Regions from separate parts of the Rattus norvegicus genome. Here region 1 is linked to region 2. A link is a contact called in public Hi-C data. All regions are on one chromosome and are shown on one strand. The core of a region is the stretch at or near the end of the contact, and the rest is flanking DNA. Distances in the headings are between cores, read along the strand shown. Region 1 holds the start of Rai14 (retinoic acid induced 14). Region 2 overlaps Rai14 (retinoic acid induced 14).

Region 1 (2,700 bases), core at 117-2,616, 51 kb after region 2:
GGGCCCAGCACTCCCGGGACAAAGCAAAGTCTAACCTCCCTGGGATTCACAGGCTTTCTCCGATTATGTTCAAACCCAGAGGAGATGAAAGAGCTAACGCTAGATCCTCTAAGGGACCAAACTAGTTCCTGTCTAAGGCAGCCTTCACAACCTTGAGATCTCAAACCCAAGACAATGGGCAATCCGCTAGTCCCAGGCAGATCCGCGCTATCCCTCCTAAAGCGGCTAACACTCAAATTACCTGTGAGTCCAGAGTGAAGGGAGACAGCAGGTAAGAAGTGAGTGGCCTGGCATCTGCATACTTGGTAACGGCAGTAAAGCAGTGCCGGGCTCCTTGGAAAAGAAAGCCTGGCTTTATATAAAGTCCAGGCCTCTGTGAGGTCACCCCTGCCTCTTTAAGTCACAGTGGGCTCCATCTGCTTTAATCTCCCCATCTGTTGCCTTTCCAGACTTAACACCCCACTGCCACCACCACCACCGAAGGAGATGCGAAATCCAAAATGAAAAACCGCTGGAAACTGCAGAACCTAAACTGGGGACACAAACTGGCCCAAGACAGCAGGAGTTGAAAGAACGATGCCCGCCTGCCCTCCCAGAGGGTCTCGATGGATGGCGACCGAAGCCCAGCAGCTTGGAGTGTGCCCCAACTCCAGCATCCTCCTCCCCGCCCTCCTAAGAGCTGTGGTGGGGGGAAATAACAAGGAGGGTGGGGGACAGGGGGCTGTGACAGCTTAGGGCGGTCTCGCCTGCGTCCTCCGGACAGCTCACCCGCTCCCTTGAGTCCGTAAAGGAACAATAGCGGACTGTGGGTCTCTAGAGCCACCCGGCGTCTCCCGCTCCCACCTCCGTCTTCTGCTTTTCCAAGTTCAGCCAAGAGGTGGGTCGAGCCAGGGAGCAAGGACTGGGGTACCGGACCCCGGGCAGGGCACGCAGGTGGGACAGGCTGTCCCGGGGGCGCAGACACATCGTTCTCCCGAATCCGGTCATTCATTCCCACCCGCGCTCCCTCGGCAGACGCCCCGCGCCACTGCCCCGCACCAGACCGCCAGAGGAGGCGAGCCCCTTTTCCAAACTAAGTCGGACCTCTCTTTCTGCCAGAGCCCCACCATCCTCCCATTCCTCCTCTCCCCAACCCCCAACTGTCTTCCGTGGACAGTGGGCGGCCAAAGCTGTGTCCAGACCATAACTCCAGCCCCGCGCTCCTCCCGGCGCCCGGAGCTCGGCGCAGTCCCAGACACAAAGGCGGGGACCGAGCCCAGAGCCCGCACCCCAGCCTCCCGGCTCCGCGCGGTCACTCACCCCATCCAAGCGGCTGCCTCAGCTCCGGGCCCGGCTGGCCGTCCCGCCCGCCGCTTCCCCAGGAAAGCGCGGCTGCCGGGCTCGCTTCCTGCTCGGCTTCCTGCACTGGGTCCCTCCTCCTCCTCTTCCTCCTCCTCCTCCTCCTTCTCCTCCTCCTCCCTCTCCTCCTCCTCCCGAGGCTGGGTCAGTGGGCGCTCAGCTCCCGGGCTCCGCCGGCAGGGCGGGGGCAACGGCAGCACCACCACGTGGCCGCCGGGCGCCGGCCCCCGACCTGGATCCCGTGGGCTCAAGGAGGGAGGTGCTGGCCACTCCCACCCCGCGCGGCCCCAAATTCCCGGAGTCAGGTGACCTGGCCCCGGAGCAGCTCCCGGGACCTGCAGGAGGTGCTCCCCGACCGCCCACGCCTCGGCTCGCGGCGCCTCCAGGACGTCCACGCTCGCTTTTGATTTCTGTGGAACGCGGGAATCCTTCTCCGTGGGTCTGTCTCACACCTTAACTTGAAGTTAGTGGGATCCACGGTATGCGGGTTCCACTGCTGGGGTAGGGATAAGGACCCGAGAAAGTATTGTTTCTGGTCCATTTCCAAAGTTATCTGTAGTCTTGGGAAAAGCAGAGTCATTGACCCAAAGCCCGCTCTGAACCAAACAGGAATCGGTTCCATTTTCGTTGTGAACGAAAAGAAAGTAAACCAGAATGTACTCACATTTTCTGGGCTGAACCAGTTGGTTGGAGCGACTGTTTCTTAACACTCCTCAGGTGGTGAGACAAAACTTACTTGTGCTCTGCTCGGGAGTTGGGAGACTATCTGCAGCCTGCAGGGACAGGCTAGACGGGAGTCGGAGCGCCCTCAGCAGGGTGCCTTGAGTTGGAAGTCCTGAGATCCGGTGAAGCTTCCCTCCCCCAGACCACCAGGACCGGACTTCTGAACCGAATCGACTTCTCCATTAATTCTGAGGATTTGAAATCTCTCCACTATTCCCCTGATTTAAGTAGGCTTTTTAGTTCCACTAGCCAGCTAGGTCGTAGAAAGTTTAACTCACCAAAGCTCCACGGGACTCCTGGTTGGTGGTGTGTCTTTCGCACAGAGAGGTTTCTAGCGATTTTTGCTAGGATCGACTGTAAGTCCACTGAAGGAAGTAAGGAGGAAAAACAGCCAATTCCAACAGAAGTGAGAGTCACCTTAACACCAACCAGTGTACAGTATCTTTGTGTGTGTTAGCATCAGATCGCGTGTGTTTTATCCCACTCCTTCGCTCCTTTCCCCAAGAGAACACCTTGCCTTAGCTTTCACAAGCAAACTTGCCAACTAGAAAACAAAAGCTTCATCTTTAGCTCAATAGCCTTTGCTTTCTAAGCACCATACATCAAAAAGATTCCCCCGGGGGAGTGGGAGTGGGGAGC
Region 2 (2,700 bases), core at 49-2,548:
GGCAGAAGGATGAGCTCAGCTCTCTCCCAGTCCTGTGCCTCTGCCTTTCAAGGCTGCCCTGTTCAGCCAACACTAAGCTTCTCTCTCCCAAGAAGCTGAAGGTTGGAGCTGGAGGCGATGGTGGTGACAGATCTGGGAACAACTTCATCACATCAGGAATGTGGAGTGGGTTCACTGCCCTGAAGAAGGGCAGCCAGCCCTTTTCAGATCTGTGTTAAGGAAGCAGGAATGTCAGCATCCAGTGCTGTCTAGAATAGCTCCCTTCCTACCGTCAGACCCACAGGTCACAGCTCCCATTCACAAGGGGATGCTGAGGAGAAGACGCAGGGTGACCCCCAGCCTGTCAGGTGGCACAGCAATAGTTACACTTTCTCTTCCTGTGGCTGTTCCTCCAGCTACAGCAATCAGACCTCACACCCATAAGGCCTTGCTTCAGGACTTCAGAGCTTAATTTGTGAGCATCCCACCCCCACATCCTCCTTGAGGCTCCTTAAGTAATTAAACCACTGCATTCCACGAGGGCGGTTTGCCAAGTGGGAGAGACAGAGGGCAGGACACAAGACTATAATGCTGAAGGAAGTCGATTTGTGTCACACAGCCGAGAGACTCCAACTTACTAAGGTGCGTTTTATCGAAACGGCCCTACAGTTTCTCTTTGAAAGCCTGTCTAACTGTGTCCCGAGACTCAGAATGACTACCTGTGAGCTGTTCGTCTCTGGTAGGATGGAGGGAGGCAAAGAAGAAATGTGCTCCATACAGCTTGATTCTTCTTATCATGAACTGGAGGCATGTGAACAATTCAAAGACATTCTTTGTGGTGACTCTTTAAAACAAACGGTCTGAAAACCAACCACGGTGACGCACAGTTTAATTCACAAGTGATGAAAAAGAGGTATGTCTTTTATTAAGTTCGTGACTGGAATTCACCTCCCCTCTCCTCTATCTGTTGCTGGATGTATAAAGGGAAATGGGAAGGAGCTGGGGATGCACCTCAGCTGAGACAGGCCTTGCCTAGCATCCGCAGAGCCCTTGATGTCATCTCCAGTCTGTATCTGCATAAGCCAGACACGATAGCACACACCTCCAATTCCGGTACTGAGAACACAGAGGCAGGTAAACGAGAAATGCAATCCTTGGTTACATAGAGAAGCCTGGGGTAGGTAAGTAAGATCCTAACTTAAAAAAGAAAGGAGTAGGGGCCATGTGGGAAGACAAACTCAGAGGTTCAAAGCACTAGTCATATGTCTAACTCAAGGGAGCTCAGCCTCTAGAATCCAAGGAATCCAAGTGTGACTCAAAATTCATCCTTGAAAGGCAGGGAGAACTACTAAAGGCAGCTATGATATTGCATCACCAAGCTCTGAGTTTGACTGCGACTCTGCCTCAAAGAATAAAGTAGACGAATGACAGGTTGAAGAGGACCAAACATCAACCCCAAGCCTCTGCGCTCAGGAACACACACATGAATAGTCACCACCACCACACGCACAAACATGTGCACGCACACATATGCACACCACACAAAAAGGAAAAAAAGAGAATGCAAAACTTTAAGAATTGCATGCTGTCCTAAGGAATACTGACCACAGATAAGAAATCATTCATCCATTACAAAAAAATGAACTAGCTGGTTGTTCACAGGAGGGGAGTGTGAGGCTGAAGCCTAGAGGATTTCCTGCTTCTCTCCCCTGGAATACGGGCCAATTCCCAGCAACTAGAAGATAGAAAGAGAATAATCGCAGCTATGGGATCTGATCTAACCACATGCTCTCTGTCGCTCTCAGAGAACGGTTCTAGGAAATAGGAGAACGTAGACATGTATCTATAGGAAGAATATCCTAAGAGGTAACTGGAAGACATATTAGAAGCTAGCCAAAGCTATTGAGCATCCTGACTTCCGTCTATGTCCTTTCTGGATGGAGGACAGGATGACACATTCCAGAGATACAGGACAATAGCTCCAATGGACCTGCTCCATGCTGGGGAGTCTCGAACAAAATCCAAATGCCTGTATTGTATATATCTCAAAACATGGGCACTTAAATCAACCTATTCCTCCCTGTACTATTCCTGTGATACAAATTATCTGCCTGCCTTTGGGCACAAAGAGCTCCAGATGTGTGCTATCAGGCATCCCCAGGGTCAGAGTTCTTCAGCCTTCACATTCCTACAGAACAAGAAGTGTGGTTGTTTTTCTTGTGCTGTACTCTAGCTGACCATACAAACAGAAATTCCTGCCAGGAAATTCTTTTTTACTCTTTTTTTTAAATTATTATTATTTTAAGTCTCATTTCCTTTCAAGTGTCTGGTCTTGTAAGAGTTCTGGGAAGATGAACAATAACATTCTAAATTTATAGCAGAGGTAGCTGTGATTCACCCGTCCATGTATTCATTCGTTCGACAAGGATTTGCTGAGCAATTCTTATGTGCCAGGCTGGAATGTATGCAAGCTGGACACCCAGAGCACATTCCTCACAAGGGTACAGGACCTAAACAAACAAGTACGCCATTATCGCACAAGCAGCACGTCATGGAGAGGACGTACTTAATAGTCAATCAACATGACAGGATGGGAAAACCAGAAGGGTGATTTTTTTTTTTAATATATACTAGAGAATGTACTGGAAGGCGTCAAGTGACATCTGAGTAGAGAAAAGTAAGTGAAGGACCCAGAGGTGATCTGGAAAGATGGAAAGCAGT

What was found. Hi-C and Micro-C count contacts between places; a contact is called where the count stands out from the background.
Region 1: a Hi-C map of the A7r5 cell line shows a contact between it and region 2, with 3 times the contacts expected there. The contact joins the promoter of Rai14 here to the enhancer-like site in region 2. A contact is called at or near these places in 3 of 12 Hi-C or Micro-C datasets (the A7r5 cell line, the Rat2 cell line and Schwann cells).

What each region holds. Positions count from the first base shown.
Region 1 is chr2:61,407,687-61,410,386 of GRCr8, forward strand. It overlaps Rai14 (retinoic acid induced 14), which reads right to left and starts at 1,367. Exons shown (of 18, transcript NM_001399209.1): 1 at 1,300-1,367.
Region 2 is chr2:61,356,288-61,358,987 of GRCr8, forward strand. All of the region lies in intron 2 of Rai14 (retinoic acid induced 14), which reads right to left. Among named protein-coding and RNA genes, the nearest start is that of Rai14, 51 kb to the right of the region's middle. Within about 2 kb of position 1,299, at least 10 of the 93 cell types and tissues checked have an H3K27ac peak or open chromatin away from gene starts, as enhancers often do. A contact at or near this core is called in the A7r5 cell line and Schwann cells, where this site is marked.